2 separate regions of the Mus musculus genome follow, and region 1 is linked to region 2. The links are chromatin contacts, called in public Hi-C maps. All regions are on one chromosome and are shown on one strand. The core of a region is the stretch at or near the end of the contact, and the rest is flanking DNA. Distances in the headings are between cores, read along the strand shown.

The links. Hi-C and Micro-C count contacts between places; a contact is called where the count stands out from the background.
Region 1: a Hi-C map of the N1E-115 cell line shows a contact between it and region 2, with 7 times the contacts expected there. The contact joins two enhancer-like sites. A contact is called at or near these places in 2 of 15 datasets of contacts at CTCF or cohesin (embryonic stem cells and large pre-B cells), 16 of 484 Hi-C or Micro-C datasets (the G1E-ER4 cell line, the HL-1 cell line, the N1E-115 cell line and 3 more), 7 of 115 datasets of contacts at active chromatin or transcription factors (embryonic stem cells, expanded potential stem cells, heart atrium and 1 more) and 3 of 9 other capture datasets (adipose tissue, liver and pancreatic islet).

What each region holds. Positions count from the first base shown.
Region 1 is chr2:165,923,535-165,929,004 of GRCm38.p6, forward strand. No RefSeq gene overlaps it. Among named protein-coding and RNA genes, the nearest start is that of 1810021M19Rik, 41 kb to the left of the region's middle. Within about 2 kb of position 1,372, at least 62 of the 459 cell types and tissues checked have an H3K27ac peak or open chromatin away from gene starts, as enhancers often do. A contact at or near this core is called in the N1E-115 cell line and expanded potential stem cells, where this site is marked.
Region 2 is chr2:166,077,149-166,082,229 of GRCm38.p6, forward strand. It overlaps Sulf2 (sulfatase 2), which reads right to left. Exons shown (of 21, transcript NM_028072.5): 12 at 4,330-4,558; 13 at 4,139-4,235; 14 at 3,649-3,743; 15 at 2,869-2,928; 16 at 2,312-2,481; 17 at 1,889-2,031; 18 at 370-493. Among named protein-coding and RNA genes, the nearest start is that of Gm52534, 41 kb to the right of the region's middle. Within about 2 kb of position 3,148, at least 79 of the 459 cell types and tissues checked have an H3K27ac peak or open chromatin away from gene starts, as enhancers often do. A contact at or near this core is called in the N1E-115 cell line and expanded potential stem cells, where this site is marked.

The DNA.
Region 1 (5,470 bases), core at 122-2,621, 160 kb before region 2:
GAGTGCTGGGATTAAAGGCGTGCGCCACCACACCCGGCACCAGAGAGAAATATTTTAAGGCATAACAAAATTAGTTGGGTGGTGGTGGCACATGCTTTTAACCCAGCACTTGGGAGGCAGAAGCAGATGGATCTCTGGGCGAAGCCAGCCTGGTCTACATAGTGAGTCTCAGGGCAGCCAAGGATACACAGAGAACTCTGTTGTAGGAAAAAAAATTTATTGTGTGTCTGTGTTCGTGAGGGGAAGTCAGAAGACAATTGTGGCACCCGTTCTCTTCATCTACCTTTTTGTGGGTTCTGGTGTAACCTCAAGCTGCCAAGCTTGCAAAGCAAGAAAGCAATCAATCCCCTTTACTGGCCGACGTCTCACTCGATGATGATTCTTCTGTTTGGTTGTTGTGTTTCTGTGTTTTGAGACTGGGTTTCTCTGCGTGGTGTTAGTTGTCGTGGAGCTTGCTGGCGTGGGACTCACAGAGCTCTGCCTGCCTCTGCCTCTGCAGTACTGGACTTATGTAAGACACCACACCCAACCCCAGGCTGCTTCTTTTTCCCCCTTTAAGTTCTAAGATACTACATTGCTGGTCTAGAACACAAGAAGTAGTGAAAGTTGATCTTAATTTTTTTTTTTTTTAATTCTTTTTTGAGGCAGGATTTCTGTGTGTTTGTGTGTAGCCCAGGAGCCCAAAGCACTGCTCTGGATGCAATATATGACCCTCTGGAACTAGCTCTGTAGATCAGGCTGGTCTGTAACTCATGGAGATCCTCCTGCCTATGCCTTCCGAGTGCTGGGATGAAGGTGTGTGTCACAACTGTCCTGCTTGTCTTGAAATATTTTTTAGCCAGGTGTGGCGGCACACATCTTTAACCTCAGCACTGGGGAGACAGAAAAAGGAGGATCTCTGAGTTCAAGGCCAGCCTCCTCTACAGAGCTAGTTCCAGGACAGCCAGGGGTTTGTAGAGAGACACCAACTGTCTGGGGGTTGGGGAAACAACAGAAAAAAATTTAAAAGTAACTAATTAAAAACATTTTAAAGGGGGCTGGAGAGATGGCTCAGTGGTTAGGAGCACTCACTGACTGCTCATCCAGAGGTCCTGACTTCAGTTCCCAGAGACCACATGGTGGCTCACAACTGTCTGTAATGGGATCCAGTGCCCTCCTCTGGTGTGTCTGAAGACAGTGACAGTGTACTCACATACATAAAATAAATAAATATTTCTTTTTAAAAAATTATGTGTATGGGTATTTAGTCTCTGTCTCTAGATCATTACATCTTAAGTGTTTCCAGTGCCCAGGGAGACCAGAAGAGAGCATTAGAACCCCTACAACTGGAGCTCCAGATGGTTGTGAGCTGTCATGTGTGTCATGTGGGCACGAGACAGACCAGGAGCAGCTCCTGCTCTTAACCTCTGAGTCATCGCTCCAGCTCCACCTTGAGTCTCTCTCCCTCTCCCTCTCCCCCTTCCTCTCCCCTCCCCCTCTCCCCTCCCTCCCCCTCCCCCTTTCCCCTCCCCTTCTTCCTCTCCCCCCTCCCCTTCTTCCTCTCTCCCCTCCCCCTCTCCCTTCCTCCTTCCTCTCCCCCTCCCCTTCCTCTCCCCCTCCCCCTCCCCCTCTCCCTCTTCCTCTCCCCCTCCCTCTGTTGAGGGGTTAGGGAAACATGTATTTTAAAGTTTATATTACACACCAGGCCCAGGAATTGAGGCAGCAGGGATGGCTTGGTGACCCTGCAGAGTCTCACATCAAAGGGGATGACAAAAGCAATTATCAAAGACAAGAGCCTCATGGCCTCGGACAAGGCAAAGCCCAGAATGGCACTGGAGAGGAGCTGCTGGCATAGCTGGAGAAAGGGACTCCTGGCACGGCCAGTAATCAAGCCACCAAACTACATTCCAATGGCAATGCCAGCCCCAGATCCAGCCAAACGACTGTGGCAGCCCCAGTACCAATCACCTTGGCTGCTGTGTCACCATCCCTGGGAAACCACATTAAGGTCTTGAACTCTCTGGCCACCTAGAGAGGGGACTGCCTCAGAAGGTTTAGATAGGACCTCTGGAGGCTGGGAAGAGATGGCTCAACAGTTAATAGAACCCTGGCTGCTCTTCCAGAGGACCCGAGTTGAATTCCCAGCACCTACACGGTGGCTCAGAACTGTCTGTAATTCCAGTTCCAAGGGACCTGACACCCTCACATAGACGTACATGCAGGCAAGCCATCAATGCATATAAAATAAAAATAAATAATTTTTTTAAATAGGACCTTTGATCTTCTCTAGAGGGAGGCAGACACGAGCCTGATTAGACCCCTGGCACAGAATGGGAGAGATGAGCAGTGCCTTGGTGGTCTGGGCATGCCCACTTCTCTGCAGCCCCTGCTAGATCACAGCAGTCTCCCTATTTCCAGCCTTGAATTCTTTTTTTTTTTAAAAGCTTTATTTTATTTATTTATTTTTTTAAGTTTTTTTTTTTTTTTTTTTTTTTTAGATTTATTTATTGGTTATATGTAAGTACACTGTAGCTGTCTTCAGACACTCCAGAAGAGGGCATCAGATCTCATTACGGATGGTTGTGAGCCACCATGTTGTTGCTGGGATTTGAACTCTGGACCTTCGGAAGAGCAGTCGGGTGCTCTTACCCATTGAGCCATCTCACCAGCCCCCCAGCCTTGAATTCTTAATCCTCCTGCCTCCACCTCTGAATGCTGGGATTTCAAGTCTGTGATCCAGTTTACGCAGTCCTGGGGATTGAACCCAAGGCTCCGTGAATGCCAGGCAAGACTCTACCACCTGAGCTCCAGCTCCAGCCTAAGAGCCCTGGTCTGTGTGGGAGCTTGAGTAAAATGGCCTTCAGGGGCCACAGGGAGTGGCACTTTTAGGAGGCGTGGCCTTCTTGGAGGAAGTGTGTCACTAGGCTGAGGGCTTTGAGGTCTCTGGTGCTCAAGCTAGACCTAGCGTGGTGTTCACTTCTGCTGCCTGCAGACCGTGATGTAGAAATCTGGGCTCCTCCAGCACCATGTCTGTCTGCCCATTACCATGCTTCCCACCATGTCCATAATAGGCTAAACCTGTGAACTTGTCTGCCAGCCCCAATTAGATGCTTTCCTTTATTGCGGTAGCTATGTTGTCTCTTTCTTCACAGCAATAACACTCTAAGACAGTCTGTCTCTTTGTCCCAGATGACAACTTACAGTGCCTTCACAGGGGCTGGCGCTTCCCCATGGCCTGTGCTCCTGGCCATGTTGCCCTTCAACAGCAATCCTCTCCTTGGGTCCTGCCACCGGGCACAAAAGAGACAGCTTTTCTGAATGCATCTCTCCACCTCACCCTAGCTAATACCTCCTAGTCCCTTAGACTTTTTCCTCAGTTCAAAGGCTCTAAGGAGCAACTGGCGAGTGGTTCCACTCAGTGGGACCTCCCACGGGTGTCCAAGTTTCTCTGAGAGAGCCTGTGATCGGGGAGGTGAGTCTTTCTGGTTCCTTTTGCCAGCTGTACCACAGACATGAGGAGTCAGATCCATGCTATGTATCAGCGGCAAGGCCCTGGGGTCTAGCCTAGGGTAGACAGCTGAGAAAACAGTGTCCCCTGACTTTCTCTGGATGGAGCTTGGAAGACACCTGCGCTGATGTAGACAGCCCAGAGCTTAAAGTTCCCACAAGGCAGCTCGTCGGTGGTGGTGGTGGTGGGGGGGCTGGAAACTGTGTTGTTTGTGTCAGGACCTCATGTAGTCCAGGCTGGCCTCAAACTTGCTGTGAAGCCAAGAAGAAGCTCGAACTGGAGCCTTTACCATCCTGAATACTGGGGTTATCAGTGTACACCGTGACACCAAAGTTGATGGGGTGTGGGGGCAGGGGCAGCGGGCTCTGTGTTAGGCTAGCTCTCTACCAACTGAACTACAACCCCAGGCAGGTCCAGTGGCTGCCTTCTCACAGAGAATCTCTCTTTCAAGTCCCTTGTGGGAGTGAACGGTCATGGTGGCTGTGGGTGGAAGTTAGCTCGGATGGGGCCAGGACTATACAGGTTGTGACATCCTTCTGAGCACAGCTGATTCTGGGGTTCATTCTCATGAATGGAAATAGGGAGGGAGGTGCTTTAGTTTCTCTTCTATTTGCCATGACAAAGCACCATGACCGAGGTATCTTGTGAAAGAAAGCCTTTAATTTGGGGCTTTCAGTTCCAGAGGATTAGAGTCCATGGCCATCGTGGCGGGGCGCAGGGCAGCAGTCAGGAAGGCGTGGCGCTGGGGATGTGGCGGAGAACTCACACTAGATCCTCAAGCGCAGACACACAGAGAGAAAGTAAACAGTGAACGGCACTCTCAGCCGCACTCTTTCTCAACACTCTCACCAGCTCTGGATCCCAATATGACCCTCCGGGGAGCGGTCTCATTCAAACCACCAAAGCAAATTGTGCCCCATGGGCTCCTGTCTAGTTGGCACAAACTGGAGTCATCCGGGAAGAGGAACCTCAAATGAGGAATTGCCTCCTTCAGATCGGCCTGTAGGCAAGTTTGTGGGGGGCATTTTCTTGATTAATGATGGACGGACGCGGGAGAGCTGAGTTGACTGTGGGTGGTGCCACCGTGGGCTGCATGAGGAAGCTGTGAGCTATGAGGAGTTCCTGCCTCCAGGTTCCCACCTAGAATTCCTCCTGCCCTTCTGATGATGGATGTGAGCTCAAACACACCCCACTCCCCCAAAGTTGCTTTAGGTCGTGGTCTTTATGACATAAAACGAGAAGCAAACTTCTCTGGTCCCGCAGTGGCTTGGATGCAAACATCCTCGATGAGAACTTGAACTTCACGGGTCCTTCTGCTGGGCGACCGTACACTAGCAGATTCAGCAACCAGGTCTCCATCTTGACCCGACAGTTTCTTCTTGAAACTGTGTTTGGGAACAGTGGCAGTTGTTTAGGATTCTGTTGGGAGCCGCCCCCACATTCGCCGTTACAAGATGGCGCTGACATCCTGTGTTCTAAGTGGTAAACAAATAATCTGCGCATGTGCCAAGGGTATCTTATGACTACTTGTGCTCTGCCTTCCCCGTGACGTCAACTCGGCCGATGGGCTGCAGCCAATCAAGGAGTGACACGTCCGAGGCGAAGGAGAATGCTCCTTAAGAGGGACGGGGTTTTCGTTTTTTTCTCTCTCTTGCTTTTTCTCTCTCTTGCTTTTCTCTCTCTCTTGCTTTTCTCTCTTGCTTCTTGCTCTCTTGCTTCTTGCTCTCTTTTCCTGAAGATGTAAGAATAAAGCTTTGCCGCAGAAGATTCTGGTCTGTGGTGTTCTTCCTGGCCGGTCGTGAGAACGCGTCAAATAACAATTGGTGCCGAAACCCGGGACGAGAAAATCCGGGACGAGAAAAAACTCCGGACTGGCGCAGGAGGGATACTTCATTCCAGAACCAGAACTGCGAATCAAGGTTATAAGGTTCCCGTAACACAGACTGTTGAGAAGGATTCAACTGCCGAATTCAGAACTCATCA
Region 2 (5,081 bases), core at 1,898-4,397:
TGTTTCCTCTACAGTGGTCGCCCCTGTTCTATCGCAGAGCTAACGATCACAGCATATTGCATTGCGGGTCCCCGTCTCACTCCGTTCAAGCCAGATGCCTCCCAGTATGGGTCCTGGCCAGGAGGAGCTCCACACCTTGCCCATACATTTGCTGCCCAAGGAACTCAGGAGGCTAAGTTCTTCATGAAGAATGAATGAACAAAAGGGAGCGAAACAGAGAAGAGAAGTCAGTGTCCTGTATAGATTGTGTGGCTTCTCAACTCCTGGAAGCACAGCTTCTCTGTACCCTTCCCTGTGATTCTGGGCTCATCGTTGGGGCAGACGTGACATACACTCTCTTCTCTGCAGGCTGCACTCGTGCCAACTCACCCAGGTCCATGTTGCGGGTCCGGGGGTTGCACTGCTTGTAGCCTTTACAGCTCCTTAGCTCCATGAGCTGCACGTGCAGTTGGTTAAGGACGTCCCTGTCCAGTGTGTTCACCGCGTTCATCAGCTGATGGGAAAGGGGAGCTGTCAACAGGGAGTGTTCTGGGAGCCCTACCTCCATCTCCTCAAACCAGAGCACCTAACTCAGGTGGGCTGGGAGTACAGGAGCTATGGGGTGGGGGTGGGGTGACTATCAATACCCAACCTTTATTTCTGCAAGAGCCACAGTGCTGGGAGATAAATGAAGGCTCAGGTACTCTGCCAGGTCTGCTCAGTGGAAATGGAAATTCCAGAGGAGACACAAACCATGCCTGTGGGTTTCACCTTGAACTTCTGCAGCTGCCCACTGGGTCTCTCTCTCTCTTAAAGATTTATTTATTATTTATTTTTATGTTGCTGTACAGATGGTTGTGAGTCTTCTTGTGGTTGTTAGGAATTGAATTTTTTAGGACCTCTGCTTGCTTTGGTCGGCCCCCCGCTAGGTCCGGCCCAAAGATCTATTTATTATTCTATATAAGTACACTGTAGCTGTCTTCAGACTCGCCAGAAGAGGGCGTCAGATCTCATTACGGTGGTTGTGAGCTACCATGTAGTTGCTGGGACTTGAATTCAGGACCTTGGGAAGAGCAGTCAGTGCTCTTACCCGCTGAGCCATCTCGCCAGCCCCCCATTGGGTATCTTGCATAGCCGGGTTCCGCAGGTCTACCTTAGGTTTGACCTTTTTGTTCCTCTTGATGGAGGAACTTGGTATGGAGGTGGGCCAGGGACCTTGGGGCTTTGCCTAGTCTGGCACTACTGATGGTTACTAACTGACGATGTCTGCCACCCTCTTTGGTAAAGTATGGGCTAAAGTGTCAGAGAAGGAAAACTGGCGGTCTCTGGCTACTTGCGCCATGGCTGCTGACATATTGAAGTCACAGTGTATGGAGCTGTGTCGGGCTTTTTGAATGAGGTTGAGTGGTTGGTCATTACCAAGGTCACCTTCCAGAATGGCTAAGGAGCAGGGTTCTGGTTTTAGGAGCTTTGCTGCTTGTGGTTGTCTTGTGCGGCTCTGAGCCACTGCAGTCACACCTGTGCTGAGGTGTGTCCAAAGGAGGGAGACTCCGCACAGAGCTTGTCTTGGGTGCATGCTGGGTAAATGTTAGGGTTGCTTGTCTGTACTCTCCATGGCAGCCTAGAGAGTCCAGAACGTGGCCTGATCCTGTAGCTCTACTGATCAAGGGTCCACAGAAGTACCTGCTGAGCTCTGTAGGCAGTCTGCCTGAGGGGGAGGGAAGAACTGGACTGTAGATCGGACACAGGGCAATGGAGGGAGACGCATGTGGACAACACAGAGTCCCAGACTCCAAGTGGCCTCAGAACTCAGTCTTCCAGGCTTAGGGGCCGTGAGGGGCTTCTCTTCTGCAGCTGTATGCCTGTGTCTCACACGCCTGTCTCCCTGTCTCCCTGACCATGCCTGTACCTGGTAGGGGTCTGTACTGAGGTCAAAGTATTCTATGAAGCCGGTTGCAAATTCGCAGAAGAGGAAGTTGTGGGTCTCATTTATGGTCCTCAAGCACCAGTACGTGTTGTTGTTGGCGCTGGTGCAGGCGCAGAACGGCCCCACTGTGGAAGGAAGAGTGAATGTCCTGAGTGTGCCCGCAGAGAGACAGTCGGTCAGACAGCCTCCCCGAGACAGGCTCTCAAATGCCAAGTGACAAGCACAGGTTTCTAAGACACCTCTAGCAGTTTGGCCCTCTGAAGCCAGGGAAAGGTAGGTGGCCATGCACAGGCCTCCCATTCTCTGCCTGTCCCTGCTTGCTCATGCACACAACTCCCCTGTCCCCTGCCTGCCTCTGCTTGCCCACACACAGGCCTCCCATGCCCTGCCTGCCCATTTGCTCACGCGTCCAGAGTGGCGCCGTCTGCCAGTGGTGGTTGTCGTGGGTAAAGCACGTGAGGCCGGGCATGCTGCACGTATCGTTGTTCTGCAGCCGTTTGAGCAGCTTGCGCAGTTTCTTCTTGCGTTTCTGCTCCCGCAGCAGCCACACCTTGTCCTTCTCCTGCAGACCCTTCCTGAGGGCACAGGGGACCACACACGCTTAGGACCTCTGAGGGTTCAATGACCTCAGCCTTGTGGTTCGCCCCAGTGGTTGGGCAGCGTCATCAAGGGCTCTAAGTCCCTCTGTTGTCCAGGCCACAGCTAGGGCCAGACCCCAGGGCCTTTCTCCTCCTCTGGCCTCCTTCAGCCCCACCCACCAGCGGCAGAAATGGGTGTCCAGTGCTTAGTGTGGCTACAGTACCATATCTAACCAGTCTTTGTATGAACCTGGGGCCCCTCCAAGGACTGCGTAGACCTCACCTCCCAGGGAAAACCCAGCCCAGCCTGAATGTGCCTTGTGTGTTTTAGCTACAGACAGGTAGGCATGGCACCTTACCCCTTTGGCCTATCCCTACCCTTACCTGAAAGGGTGCAGGCTGGAGCCTTTGTGCTTGAGACGGCCTTTGTGTTGGCTGTGGTAACTGCAACAGACCCCCCCACCCCAGTCCCCAAGAGTCAGAGCTTTGCAGGATACTCTGGCAGGCATGCAGCGGGGTTCACTGCTCTTGCTCACTGCACCCTTTCCTAGGTGGGATGGAGGGCACTGTATCCCCCTGGTTGCCAGCTCCATGCTTGGTTTAGATGCCCCATGTCAGACTTTACAAGGTCAGGACGGAAATAATTAACCCGGACTGGAGGCTGGGCCTGGCTTCAGTTGGTGTCAGCCGTGGCCTCTGAAGGCCGATTTGTATCATACCATGTACCTCATGCTTAGAAGGGGGCTTTGAGACTGGCCCGAGTCAGCAAAGGTGTTCAGAACTGTGTGGCTCCTTCAATTTAAACCAAGGAAAATTCTTGCTCCAGGTTCCCCAGTCACAGGTGTTATGTGACTGCCACCCTGGACAGTGACTGCAGAGAGACTCCATGTCTTTCTGTGTGGGAAGTTCTCTCAGGCAGGCAGAACCCTGAGTGGCAGCCCAGCAGTTCCCAAAGGCAGTGAGCAGAAGCCTGTGCCCCAAGGCTGGGGCCTGCCCAAACACAGCTCAGCCTGACCCCGCCCCCGGGGGCGGTCCCTGAGTTTCCCTGATGAGAGTTATTGGCTCCTTATCTTGACAGACAGGGTCCAGTGCTGAGAGGGCCCCGTGTATCCGCAGGACGCACTGGTGTCCAGGGCTTGAGTGGGGCCGGGGCTGCTCTCTCACCTGATTCTATGGCAGTCACATTCTTCCGGTCGCTTCTTCTTCAGGTGACCCCTGACTTCTCGAAGGTTCTTAATTTTGTTCTGCAGGGTTTCGATCTGAGGGAGGGAATGGGAGAAGCCTAGGAACCACAGGGTGACTGCGGGTGGGAAGGGTACAGCCACATCTACGTTTGTGGCTCTGCCCGTGGAAGGGGGCCTCCCTGAAGGAACAGACTCTTCCTACCGCCAGCAGAGCCTACGGAGGCTGTAGCGAGAGCAAGCTCTATAGGGGGGTGTCTCACAGGTCTAAATAAAGTATGCTGCGCTGTCCCCAGCCAGCCAGCCATCTCTGAGCTGGACCTTTGGCTGGCTTCCAGACCCCATGACTCAGATTCCTATTCTGGGATGGGGTCATGGATTCTGGGGGACCAATCTTGCTTTCTCCCCTCACCAGGCCCCCCGCCCTTCCTGTGGATGCTGGCCGCCAGCCTGTGCTGCCCCAGTGGCCACACCTCATGGTCGATGTGCAGCTTGTGGTCTTTCCAAGCCTGCAGGGACTTGTACAGGTCCAAGTCGCACTGGACTGTGTCATTCTCAAGGATGTAGCACCTGCTCCAGAGAAAGGGTCATGAGTGGCCGGCCCCGAGGGGAGAAGAGAGGCCCAGCCTGTCCCTCTACCCCCAACCTCCAGCCAGACTCTCACCGATGGGTCACTTTGATGGGATTGGGGGCAGAATAATCTGGAAGGCCACCAGTACCACTGAAACTGCCACCATCCTTGTCATCTTGGTCTTCAGGGGCCCCTGGCCAGTGCGGCTTGCTAAGGTTGCGGGGCTGAGGCACAGTATCCAAGCCTACGTGGTATATCTCACCGTCCACCTCGATGGCCACGGAACGGATGGAGCGGTTCCGGGCATAGCTGGTCTTATACTCTGTGGGTGCCAGGAGGGATGATAAGTCAGAGAGGCTGGGACAGGCTGTCCAGGGAGCCCCAGCCATGGGCCTTCAATCAAGACAGGGGTAAAACCCCAAGTTCCAGTCTCAGTGTTGCATGCTGTGCGGGCTTGGGAGAGCTATCCCCGGAAGTGGGTCATCGGGAGGTCGTTACACTGGGCAGGCTAAACAACTTGAACGTCAGGAGAGCCAGTGAGGTGGTTTTGCAGGTAAAGATGCTTCCACACCTGAGTTTGATCCCCGTGGCCCGTGTGGTAGAAGGAGAGAGCTAACTCCTGCAAGATGACCCGACCTCCACACGTGTGGGCCACAGATGCGTTTTGGGAGCAGGGGGATCTGCCAGTGTGGACTGTGGAAGCACGTGGTCAGTATGCTCTGATGGCTTTTCCTTCAAGTCATAACTAGACCTCTTTGGACATTAAGGCCCAAACATGCCACTTGGCTTCTTGTCAGTCCCTCAGCTGTCTGTCTGCTGCTCTCACCATTAGAGTGGTCATTTGA